Linked DNA regions of Mus musculus: region 2 is linked to region 1. The links are chromatin contacts, called in public promoter capture Hi-C maps. All regions are on one chromosome and are shown on one strand. The core of a region is the stretch at or near the end of the contact, and the rest is flanking DNA. Distances in the headings are between cores, read along the strand shown. Region 1 overlaps Impg1 (interphotoreceptor matrix proteoglycan 1). Region 2 holds the start of Mei4 (meiotic double-stranded break formation protein 4).

Region 1 (6,565 bases), core at 1,451-3,950:
TTCATAAATGTCTGTTGAATAAAGGTTTCCCCAACTAAGCAGAAGCTCAAAACACTGCCATGCTCTGCCATGAGGCAGAACATTTCTCATAGGAAGCATGAAAGCTCTATTTTCTTTTCATCTGTTCAACACGACAGCAATGAACGCAGCTTGAGATGGGTGCACTGCTGTGTGTATCTTGTGAGCTTTTTGGTGTAAGCTTTTTGGTGTCTTCTGTATCTTGCTTATATATATATTCCTGAATTGCTTATATAATGTATTTTGTATGCATTTCAAAGGTCCTGAAAAGCTTTCCCAACCTGCTTGCTGAGGAAGGTACCTCCTATCTCTCCATCATGCAGGCAAAACCACCTGAATGTCCCCTGATGCCTTGAATACTTTGAAGCATTTTCTAGTTCAAGATAAAAAGATTAAGGTTCTTGGGGCTAGAGAGATGGGTCAGCTGTTAAAAGCACTTGCTGTTCTTCCAGAGGTCCTGGGTTCAGTTCCCAGGACCTTGTGGCTCACAACATCCATTATTACAGTTTCAGGAGGTCAAATGTTTTCTTCTGACTTCCATGGGTACTAGGGATGCCGCGTGCTACACACACATATAATCCAAGCAAACATTCACATACATAAAATAAATAAACCTAAAAAAGCTTTCAATTTTTAAAAAGCATAGGGAATTTGTGTCTTCATGAAGGTTACAGGTTCTTGGTCGACCAATTCTCTCTTTTTCAAGTCTTTTTCTGGTCTCAAGTGAGTTCATATTCTTCAGATCTTAAAGTAATGTTTTCCTGCCTCCCCTGGCCTCTGAGTATCTGTCACCACCCAGACCAGTCTTTCACTGCATCCCATCACCCCCAGGACACCCTCATTGCTTCTTTAGTAAGCTGGGCATTGGCTTTCTCTCTCTCCCCAGCATTTGTAACACTAGCACCTTGCACTGAATAGAGAGCAAAGCATCTCTTTTTGGGCCAGACCCAATGGAGGATGTGTTTAAGCTTGTATTCCATTAAGCTCTTCTTTGGGGAAATGGACAAAACTCTGGACCTTTGAAATGCATACAGAATACATTATATAAGCAAGTCCAGGAAACTGATACGGAAAATATGCTTACACCAGAGGAGAGGAATTTTGACTGGGGGTGGGAGAGAGGCTAATACAGAAGGAAAGGGAGGGAAGAGGAGAAAATTACACTAACGATGTCCTACATCACATAGCACACACACACACACACACACACACACACACACACAATTTAAATGAAGTTCCCCTTCTTGGGCTTACAATGTTTCCTCCAAGAGCCATAGACTATCTAATAAAAACCCCAACACTAAGCATGCGAAACTTCTTTTCTGGTTGTTGGCCTGGAGAGTTCAAGAGACTCCCTCAACAATACGGACTGTTGTGGATGCTCTTGCTTGCCTCCCAGAAGTTGAAGGCCATCCCTGTTGCTGAAGACACCACACATTTGGAGGATCCAAACTGGATCTGATCTGAAAACTTCCTCCCTAAGCTTTTATAGTACCGGAAGGATCTGTGTAAGCTTCCATGGAGAAAGCAATCAGTAGTTCCACCCAAACCAACACACAACAACCCGTGTGGCAGGATACCCATAAGGGCGCAAAAGCAGCATTAATATCTTGGTGGTAACCAACAGCTCTCTAATTGGACTTAAAGGCTGCTTACATGGAGAAACTGTGCCTTGTACTAGAAACCTAGCCAAGTACACATGACCAGTGAGGCCGTGAGTCTTAGAGGAGATCCTACCACCACTGCTTTACTAAATCAGTACAATTCCCAAGTGCATCCAGAATATCTATCTCTATATATACAGATAAGTGTATAAAGATACACTTATTTTAGCTCTCACCCCTCATTAAAGAAAATCTCCTCAGACAGATGGAGATCATCAGAGAAATCCACAACTGATCAAAATTCAGTGAACTACTGAATTTTGTAGAGAGCCTAGCCCTTAATGGATACATCTACTGCACCCAAGGTTCAGCAAACATCTTAGAAGAGAGGGCGGTAAGATTGTAGGAGCCAGAGACCAGGAAATCTGCTGTGAGGTTGTGTCTCCTAGAAATGACAGGAAAGCTGCCCCCCCCCCCCCGTGATAAACAAGACAAGATCAACACCAGTAGACGTGCTAATGTAGAAGGAGAAAGTCTCATGGGGGGCTCCAAGCTTAGAAAGAAAACACAAGCAACTAAAGACTTCAGAAAGTGGAGGAAAAAGTGTTTCTTAAGGATGAACCCCTAATTGGTCGTCCAATACTCAACAGTCAGACCTGAAATCATATACATACAAATTATACTAAACGGACTGAACAAACTGGATTTATATATTTAAGCGTGCACATACGTACACCAATGACAAGGAAAAAAAGGCCATTATTTTGAAAGGAAACAAGTGGGAACGTGGAAGGTGTTGGAAAGATGCAGGGAGGAGAGGAAATGATGTAATTATATTTTAATTAAAAAAATTAGAAACAGCAACACCAGCAACGGCCACAGCAGCAACAGCAACAACAGCAGCAGCAGCAGCAGCAGCAACAACAACAACAACAACAACAACAACAACAACAACAACAACGGGAAAAAATTAGGAAACCTGGGGCTGTTCAGGGCCATTTTCCCCCCTCAGAGCTATGAAGTATAGTGCTCACAAGATGGCGCTCAATAGCAAAAGAAGCTGAGAAGTAGAGCTAGAGAAACTGAAGCTCCCAAACTGATTTTTTTTTTCTTGAAAACCAGCCCGGCGCGGTGGGGAGCAGTGGAGAGATGCAGGGTCTCCAGGAGCACGTGCTGGCGCACTGGCTCTGGAATTTCAGCGGAGTCAGGCTCGGGAATGCGGTGCACACCCTGGGCCATCTTTTCCTTTTCAGGTCTGCTGCAGGTGCTGTCTACCCATGACCGCAGCTCTCGGTACTTTCGGGACTTTTCGAAGATAATTGTCTTTAAATTTAGAATACTTAAATCGGTAGACTCAAGCTGGATGGTATTGGGTTCCGGATCCATACGTTTTTACAAGTATTTCTAATAGTTCTTATTAATTAGTGTTAATTTTCACGAAGCCTAAAGGATCATGAGTCCAGGAAACCCTAATGAGTCCTGGTACTCTGTCCCCCTGTCAAAGCTCAGCCGTTAGTAATGTGGATAAGTCTCTCAAGGAAAAACAGCAGTGTTCCCACCTCCTCACACAGGGCTCTTGAGGCCACCGTGCAGCCTTACTGGATTGCAGTGGGAGACCCTGGAAGCAGGAGAGGCTGGGAGAACCTAGGAGGCAGGGGAGGCAGGGAGAGCCCATTTTCAGGCTTGACCAACTTTCCAAGACTTTCTTGCTTCAGGGAATGGGGAAAGGAATGTTTTTAGGAAGCACCTTGAGTTGATTGGTGTGTGGAAAGGAAGGCACAGATTGAAACTGAGGTGGGCTGATGTAAACCTAGCAGCGCAGACAGTTGGCCCAACAGGAAAGAGTTAAGTGGAAAATTATCTCAGGAGGCAAGGGACCCATGATATGACCCTATGAGACAGGGTCAAGGGCACAGGAGGCAAGTCCCCTTGTAGTAGGACATATTCGGTGACATTGGGAAGTTTGGGAGTTTGGTTCCTGAGAGCAAACACTTTTTTTTTTCCATTCTACAATTACAGCACAACACTATAGGACATTTCATTTGGAGAAATGCAGACTTTAGTAGAATTCACGCAGGATGCAGTCTGGTCAGTAGAAGGCCTTACAAGGGTCCATTCTGTAGAGCAGGGAATATAGCAAACAGACCTGAATTCCAGCTACTACAGTAATTGGCCATTTTGTGGCAGGTTCTTATTATGTTTCCTCCACATATTTTCTCCAATATAAAGGGTGTGGGATTTTGCCTACTTTGTAGATTTATTAAGATGAAAAAATAGCGTCAATTGTCAATTAGTACTTGTGATTATTACTGGTTTTATTGTTTGTATTGGGATGAGTGACATCTGCCTCCTTTCTCAGTGGTGACTACTAAGCAGGGATCTGGCAAGCACTGCACTTTACTGTGAGAGTGAGTTTGTTGATCCACGTTTTAGCTGAAAGCCTCTTGGACGGCAGCCTGTCATTAATTCCGACATTTGCCATTTGCCAGCCTCGGGCTTTGCCTGTGTCTGAGGAGGCTTCTTAGGAATTCAAGGGGAGAAGTTATATGTGGTGTTGCATTCTCGAGATCTTCAACCTCTGACGTATGTAAAAGCCCTCCATGCTTCTGAGGTGTTTTCATAGCCCACGAAATGAAAGGCGACCCGTGCTGCTGGAGACGCTGGCAGAATACGGAGCAAACTGTGATTTATTCTGCTTTTCAGTTTATAAATCACAGAAACTTCTAACATTGGTTTGTACTTTTATATCACAGATCCTTTTGTTCAGGGGGCTCTCAGAAGGGAAACAGCAAGCCAAACACCGTCATAATAGTATTAGCCGTGGATCCGGTTCTGATGGAGGTCACGGGAGATCAGATGCCGATTTGAATATGGAGTAATACGCCCTTGGAAGGCATGTGAGAATCTTTAGGTTGGTATTGTCTCCCTTAACACAGGCTGGCCTCACACTCACTGTGGGAAGATGCGCCGGCCGCTTCAGAGGGAGAGAGAACAGCCTGGGTGGAGGATGCTGACTTTCCCATTTTCCTCTCACCTCACTGAAAGCTGGCCTTTGCCCCTACTAAACCTTAGTCTGTCTTTGGCAAGTGTTACCTGTCCCCTCCCGTGACCTCAGTTGCTCCCATCCACAGCATCCCCTGCTACCATCTTCCGACCTCCCTCTCCCCGTTTGGAAGTGCTGGATTTGAGCCAGGGGCTGCGCCTCCTGCTCTCGATTTGCTGACTAGGGTTTCTCAGAGCTCTGTTTCTGGTTTTCTTGTCCTCTTGCCCTGGTCCACCTTAAGCTGCTTCTGGGTTCTGCTTCCCACATATTGACTGCCAGGCTGGACTTCTTCCCTGACCTCTAGACAACACTCCCTCATAGGGAGTGGTCAGTTCACCTGACTGCTGTTTCATTAGCACTGTAAACACTCCCCCTCCATTAAAACAAACAAACAAACAAACAAACCCCTTTCCTTCCTTACTCTCATAGGGTCTTATTAAATTTGTCCATTTTATATTTAAATTAAAAATCATGTAGATGCTGCTCTTTGTTGCTATACATTTTTATCAAATATTTTACCAAAAAAGTGCAACATTTTGTGAATGAGAAACTGCCTTTAGCACATTCAAAGGGCTGTTTAGTATCAACTCTACAGACATTTTGAGTGTTCCAAAATGTGTTAAAGTTTAAATGACTTTATGTACTGGGGAGTGTGGGCAAGAAAAAGGTAGGATATTAACACGTCCTCCAGTGGATCTGACAGGGCTGTGAGGTGACCTGGCTTCTCGCACTTTCTGCTCCCTCCAGCCAGAGCCCCACTTTCTCCCTGCTCTGGACCACAGCTGCCACCACATTGGAAGAGCATCAGGACCCTGAGTCTACCAGACATTGCTACGGTTTCCTCCCTCCCTCCTCTGTGTGGCTTGGCCACATATCAGGCCCCAGCGCCCTTTTACTCTGTCTCTCTTTGTCCCTCTGTGTCTCAAGTCTCTCTCTGTGTCTGTGTCAGCGTCCATCTTTTATGTCTGTCTGTCCGCCCCCCTTTATATTCCCACTGTTAATATCCACATTACGCTTCCTGACAGGTTCTGCTTCTCTTGCTAGGTTCTTAGCTTTTTGAGGGAAGGGTTGGCGTTAATTCCTCATCATGTCCTGGTCTCCATAAGAGTGTCTGACTCCTGACAGACTATCCACAGTTGTTTCTGACTGTGTGGACAGCAAGGACCCTGTGTCATGGTTACATTATCATTTACTTTTCTATAATAGGAAAGAAAAGGGCCGGAGGGAGGAAGAGGTTGCATAACTGCTGATAGTTTTAGAAAAATCATCCAATATTTGGGAATAGAGAGAGAAACTGGCTGTGTGACGTTCAGAACTGTCACAGCAGTGGTAGAGGTGACCAGTGCCCATCCCACTAGCTGCCTGCCCGTGTACAACTTGAAAGTCAGGAATGCTTATGTTTCTAAACCTCTCTAAATGGTTAGATTCTAAATAGTTATGTAAGTACTTACATAATATTTTCAATTTTTACTTTTTGGCTTGCAAAGCTTAAAATATTTACTATCTGGCTCCTGTAGAAAAACTTTGCTGTTGCGTGGAAGCCAGTCAGTTGTTTGACTCGCTACTGGCTACAAGACTCTGACTTAGGCATTTTACAGCTCTGTAAAGTTCAAAGTTCAAGAGACAGAGAACCATCAAGCTACAGCGTTTGCGCTTTCTGGCTTAGAGTTACGCTCCTATTTTCATGTTGTCTTTTGTTCTGTTTCTATATCGTTTTTCCACAGGCTGTGTCGGCCTAATGATTGCTTAGAGGTTAAATGAAACTTTAAAGCACACACTCCCTACCTGTTCACATGGCAATTATGGATTTTATGTTTCGAGGAAGAGACTCTCCGTGCAGGTGGGAGAGGCAGGGGGCATAGGTCAGATGGTTTTGGAAGCCGGAAGGACCTCCGCAGGG
Region 2 (6,565 bases), core at 1,602-4,101, 1.5 Mb after region 1:
GCTCACAACCATCTGTAATGGATTCTGATGCCCTCTTCTGGTGTGTCTGAAAACAGTGTACTCACATACATATGATAAATAAATCTTTAAAACAAAACAAAAAATGAAAGAAACAAACAAACAAACAAAAAAACCAAACAAATTCTTTCCTCACTTCAGGTTTTTTTTTTTTTTTTTTTTTTTTGGACATGGTGTTTCATCACAGCAATAGAAACTCTCAAATATTATTGATGATGCTTGGTTGTAAAATTTGACTCTCACTAGACTGCAAAATCATTGAGAACAATGGCTCTCTCTTACTCATAATTAGTATTTATATAAATGTTTTTGGAACTTTTGAATTAAAAAAGAGCCATTAATATTTTTTTATAAAATAAAAACATGATTTTCTAACAGGACAGCTTATTATTTTCTTTCTTTTTTTTTTTTTTTTAAAGATTTATTTATTTATTATATGTAAGTACACTGTAGCTGTCCTCAGACACTCCAGAAGAGGGCGTCAGATCTTGTTACAGATGGTTGTGAGCCACCATGTGGTTGCTGGGATTTGAACTCTGGACCTTCGGAAGAGCAGTCGGGTGCTCTTACCCACTGAGCCATCTCACCAGCCCTATTATTTTCTTTATAATGTATAGTATAACATACTATAAACTGTTTGTCAATCCTTCCTTTCTCCCATGTGGCTTCCGAAGACGGCGCCTTAGGTTGTCAGACTTAGAGGCAAATGCATTTACCTGCTGAGACATCACAGCAGTGCGTTGACTATATTTTGAACTCAGTTTACTCTATAGTGGATTTTAACTATCAATAAGGTAGTAGATTCAGCATCTAAGATTATACATTTTGTGAAGATCTTTTCCTTTCGTTTTATTTCAATACTCCAAATTTATAGAAAGATGCTGAGACCAAGGAGCCAGAGGTCCTTGGTAGACAGACAGATGAGAAAAGGGACTACCAGTCAGTAATAGAAAGACAAATTTCCGGTTTCTTTCATACTTTCACACTTGGCAGTGACACCCTCTCCACTCTTGATTGATATGTTGAAGGTGTTCAGATAAGGTCAAGACTGTCCCTGAACATGATTATCTGAATCTTTGGGGCAATTATCAGCCCCCCCCCTTTTTTTTTCCTAAGCTGACCACCATGAAATGAGAGAAGGGGGAACTATCTCAGGTCACCAAAACCCAGCTCTATGGATGAAAATCAGATCCTAGTATGAAGGTCTTCTTCAAATTTGTGGGGTTTCTTTCTCTGTACTTTGCTTGCTTATTATGTGTATGCCTGTTTCTTCACTTTCCATAAAGCTTGTCATTTAACCTTATACATATCTTTATCTATAAAGGATATCTGTACATATTCTTAGAAAAATGGGTTAGTCACAGTCCCATCGACAGACTGTGACATTAAAAATGACTCTAAAATCACTCAGAATTAAATGTAAAACATAAATAGAGTCCATTACTTTATTCAAAGAGCATGTATTTGATTGATCACTTTGTGTTTCATTAGTCTTGAGTGAGTCAAAAACTTGTATAATTTTCTTAAAACGTTTCTTTTTCTGCTATGTATTCTAAAGCATCTTTAACCATCTGAAGATGTTCAAAGAAAACTATTGAGGTTGTTGAAATCATTAGGTCTTTACATTTAGGTGGTAAATAGTTAAAACTACCTCTGGGCTTTCGTTCAGGATTTCAGTGGCTGTGCTGTATTTGGTAATTGCTACCCATTTGTTTTAACTATTAGACTGAGTGCTCTGTCTTGTATGGAGTTGTAATCAGGTCTTGACCAGTAATCAAGGCTGTAACTGGCACGTAACAGCTCAATTTTCTCAATAAATGTATGAGGGGAATTGAAATAGAATATCATACTATTTATCAACGCAAACACAACTTTTCTACATCACTCCTACTTGACTGTTCATTATCTTGAAATGAACTTGGATGGTTTGATTTTACATTACTCAAAGAAGAGCAGTGAGCACAGTAGAGCACTCACAGTGTTCATCACCTTAGCAGTCACAATAACCCGAGTTTAGTTTGCATGAAAGCACCGTTGCAAGATTAACGAAAGCTATATTAAATTACATTATAGTTAAAATTATTGACTTTCTTAAACACATGGATAGAACAATGAAGCTTAACATTTCCAAGACATTTGCAATAACTGACTAGATGCAAGCACTTGCCTTAATAAAGGGTCATTTACGTAGGAGAATGAGCTGTGCAGACCCCCCAGATATAATATTTGGTAATTTATCCTATACAATTGTTGAAACCTTTAACTATTAGCAAATTAGCACATTGTTAGTAAAGTCTACATAAGTGACTTCCGAATGCTTAGAATCTCCTTTGCATTTTAATTTCTGAGAAATTTCAGTACGTGAGGCAAAAAATTACTTAAAATCCTAGATGAAGATATGACAGGTGGACAAATGAGAAACATAGCGCTTCCTCCCGCAGGAAGCAAAGATTTTAAAACCATCTTTGGAAACAAGCCAACAAATGAACCCAAAGAATCTGTTTTCCCGACTGTTCCCATGTAGGACAGGAGTTGGCACAACAGAAGCTTTCCTGAAACTTTTCCTTTTTTTCAAGCCCCGTGAGTCTCTCCTTAGAAACCAAATCAGCCTTTCAGGAGAGGAGCTGCAGGCAGTCCTAGACTATTTTGAACTATTTTGCAGAAGAAAGGAAGATGCAGGAAACACCTGCCTAGTCCAGCCAAACCGGCTAACCGCTCCTCGCCGAGCCCGCCCGAGCCCGCCGGAGCCCCTCCCAAGCCCCTCCGAGGAGAGTGGCGCAGAGGCTTCTGGGACTTGTGGTCTCCGCGGGCCTCCCTCTTGATTGGCACTGGAAGAAAGCCGGGAGGAGTGGCGCTCTGGGCTCTGGCGCCTACCTGCGGGCTGCGCTTGCATCAGCGTGCATGGCCGGGAATACTGGCCCCCGAGCTTCCCCCGCCGCCTGAGGGCGTCCTTCCTTCTCAGGAACCCCAGGCTTGTGTAGCATCTGCCTGCTCTCTGTACTCTCGGGCCCCGGGTCCCCTCAAGCAGCGCACGCTCTCAGGTGCTGTGGCTTGGGGTTCCTTGTCGCGCCCTTTGCGGAGGTAGGTCGCCTCACGCGTGGGGAGGGGCATTTCTTTACCTGATAAGTAGGTCGCGCCTGGAGCCTCAGAAACTTGGGCGGGCAAAGCGTGTGTTCTGTGGTGTGTTCTACACCTTAGAGTCTGTGCAAGCCTGCCTTCACTCTAGAGGTGGCTTCTGAGGTTTCCTGGAGGAAAGGGTGGTTTTGGGGGACCGTAGGCACTTGTTGATCTGATCTTTTATTGAGCAAGTACACACCCAGAGGAACTGCAGAAAGTGTTGGGGGTGTTAAAAGTGGGACGGGTGCGGTTTTCTTGGGATCTGACAAGCATGTGCTGGTACATGAGGTAGAGATAAAAATCATTCTTGGAAGAGCTAGGTTGTGGTGAGATATGCAACAGATCAGAGGAGCAGGGCCAGAAGTGGAGTCTCCATTACGGAGGAAGAAGCCAGTGAGGGTTTGGTGAATCTGGAATGTCCAAAGTAGCAGAAAGTCAATAATTTGAAGTGAATTAAATAAAGCCTTGAATAGCTTTATAGTCTGCAATTACATATTTAGAGGATTAAAGTCCCACCAGGAACCACAGAAAATACATTAGTATGTCGATATTCACAGAATATAAATATGAAATTCATAAGAATTTCATAACTTGGATTCTTCATCAACTGGAATTTATTATTTTTTTTTCTGTATCTTTTGGATTTTTGAGACAAGGTTTCACTTTGTAGGATGGCCTTGCCTCCTGCTCTCAAGACTAATGGCAATATGTATGCCTCAGACTTGCAAATGCTGGGATTAAAATGTGAACCACCAAGTCTGAATATATCAGGTTACTTCCAATTAGCAAACTTTTTATCAAATTCATTACATACATTCTGATCAATTTTGGCTTGTTTATATTACTTTTTCCTGCTTAGAATTATATGATTTTTGGTATATCTTGTGACTACAGTAATGACATTCACAAATTGACATCCACTATTTTACTTTCCATTGTTATAGCTTACAGCTTCTGTGAGGGCCTTAGGTTAAACACAATGTCTTTGTATATGTCAGTAAACCACAAAATTTACAATTCAGTCGTAAAATTTGGACATGAAGACCAGGAGCACAGATTTGTGACTGAGTATTTTTTTAAAATTTTTTTTTTCATGAAAGTAGCAATGTTTGGAATCAGATATTTGAAACCAATATTATGGAATTCTTGTTAAAAACATAGTATTAATTTATCCCATGGTTTATTATATCAAAGAAATTAGAAGTCTAGTGTATTCTAGGTTTCATGATATATGTGAATGGCAGGTATATGTTAAGTTCTGCTGTATGAAAATACTTGAAGCCAAAAGTCACAGCGCCAATTTAATAGGCATATTAACCCAAATCATTTGAAGCATTCGTGAGATAAACATACTTAATGATTGTATTGTGCATAATGTTTTGAAGGATTTGAGATTTAGAAAGCTAAAGGGTTATAAAGACAGAAGATGTTAATGTGCTGAAGAGAAAGTAGGTACGTTTTTAGACACTGGGATGTAATCAGGGCAGCATCACTAAGTGTTTTAAGAATAGGTTTAGAGTGTCAGCTACAGCAACGGGAAGAAATAGCATTGAGGATTTGTCAGTTTTGTCACTTGTAACAATGGCAAGAACACTCAGGTACTGTGGGAGTATTGAAAACTCCCCTTTAAAAAAATCTAATAATTTTAAAGATTTTGTAAATGTACATTTTATCTAAGCACACTTCACTTCATACCTCTTTACTGTTCCTTTTCATGTCCTGCCCCCTCTCACTAGTATGCTTTGCTCTCCTAGACAGTTTTAGTTCTGCTTCATGTCATATGTTTACACATGACTGTATCTCTATAAAGTCTAGGAGCCACCATGGATAAGACAAAACACATGCTCGTTGTCTTTCAGACGCTAACTAAATTGCTTTAAAATGACCATCTCCAGTTGCATTAACTTTCCAACAAATACACAGTTTTTATCCTTCTTTATGGTTAAAAAAAATCTCATTCTGTATATGTAACACATCTTCCTTATCCTTTCCTCTGCTGTGAACACTGCATTGGTCCAAAATTTGATTATTGTGAAGAGTGCTTTGATAAACACTGTTGTGAGAGAGGATCAATGTTTACTTTTGGAGGAACTTCCACTCTGACTTCCATAGTGGCTGAACTCATTTACATGTGAGCAGACTTGGGTGTCTGAGGGTCCCTTTTTGTCCACTCCCTCACTATCACTTCTGTTATTTGTTGTTTTGTGACTATCATTCTGACAGTGGTTAAATAGCACCTCACTGTAGTTCAAAAAAAAAAAAAACTTTAAAACTGTTTGAGATTACGACATAATTACATCATTTCCCTGCTTTCTGAAATGTCTTCTCTTTATCACCTACCATGTACAGCTCTCCTTTGTACTCACTTAAATTCGTGGCCTCTTTTTCCTTGCTGTTACATATCTATCTGTCTATCTACCTATCTATCTATCTATCTATCTATCTATCTATCTATCTATCTATACATTGTACACAAACACAAAAATATGTGTGTGTAATGTATGTACGCATGTATGTATGTATGTATGTATGTATGCATATAAATATGTAAATACAACCTGATCAGCCTGTATAATGTATGTTCTGGTTCGTTATTTTTAGATGCCTGATAAGGTTGAACATTTTTTTGTTTGTTGACTGTTTGCATTCCATCTTTTGAGAAATATTTATTTACTTCATTAACCCATTTATTGGTAACATCATTCAATTGCTTGTTTAGTTTCTGTGTGTGTTCTTTGTGTACTTTAGATATTAATCCTAAAATAGCTACCCAAACTATCTCTGGTCCCATAGGCTCGCTTGACTCTAGTAACTCTGTACTCGTCTGTGCTGAAAACACTGATCTCATTCTGTCCTAATTATCAGATGCTGACCTTAGTTCATGAATGACTTGGTTTCTGTCAAATCCTTGCCTATGCACATATCTTAAAGTGGATTTCTTACCTTTTCCTTTAACAGTTACAGGGTTTCAGGTCTGATGGTGTATTAGTTAGGGTTTTATTGCTGTGAAGAGAACCCATGGCCATGGCGACTCCTATAAAGGAAAACATTTAATTGGGTCAGGCTTACAGTCCAGAGGTTTTGTCCATTATCATCATGCTGGGGAGCATAGCATCATGGAGGCAGAAATGATGCTGGAGAGGTAGCTGAGGGGTCTAGCTACATCCCAACCTGTCCAGAAGAGAGAGTGTCACTGGGTCTGGGTTGGGCTTCTGAACCCCTAAATCCCACCTTCAGTAAGGCCACACCTCCCAGTAGTGCCTCTCCCTATGAGCTTATGGGGGGTATAATGGTAGGAGCATCCTGAGTGTCATGATATTTTTTAAAAGTAGAAGCCATATTGTACCAGGAAAACCCCATGAGGCTTCACCCTAAAACAAGGAACTTTAGAAAACTGGGGAAAGCTAGAAATGGGAAATGTCATCTTCCC

Evidence for each region. Promoter capture Hi-C pulls out the DNA fragments that hold promoters and counts their contacts.
Region 2: a promoter capture Hi-C map of second pharyngeal arch cranial neural crest shows a contact between it and region 1, with 11 times the contacts expected there. The contact joins the promoter of Mei4 here to the enhancer-like site in region 1. A contact is called at or near these places in 10 of 39 promoter capture datasets (the 3T3-L1 cell line, the C10 cell line, cranial neural crest and 6 more), 2 of 484 Hi-C or Micro-C datasets (cerebral cortex and forebrain) and 2 of 115 datasets of contacts at active chromatin or transcription factors (astrocytes and large pre-B cells).

The regions. Positions count from the first base shown.
Region 1 is chr9:80,329,606-80,336,170 of GRCm38.p6, forward strand. The region is part of intron 14 of Impg1 (interphotoreceptor matrix proteoglycan 1); the gene reads right to left. Among named protein-coding and RNA genes, the nearest start is that of Gm27227, 67 kb to the left of the region's middle. Within about 2 kb of position 2,701, at least 42 of the 459 cell types and tissues checked have an H3K27ac peak or open chromatin away from gene starts, as enhancers often do. A contact at or near this core is called in cerebral cortex and second pharyngeal arch cranial neural crest, where this site is marked.
Region 2 is chr9:81,860,819-81,867,383 of GRCm38.p6, forward strand. It overlaps Mei4 (meiotic double-stranded break formation protein 4), which reads left to right and starts at 2,852. Exons shown (of 5, transcript NM_175213.4): 1 at 2,852-3,099.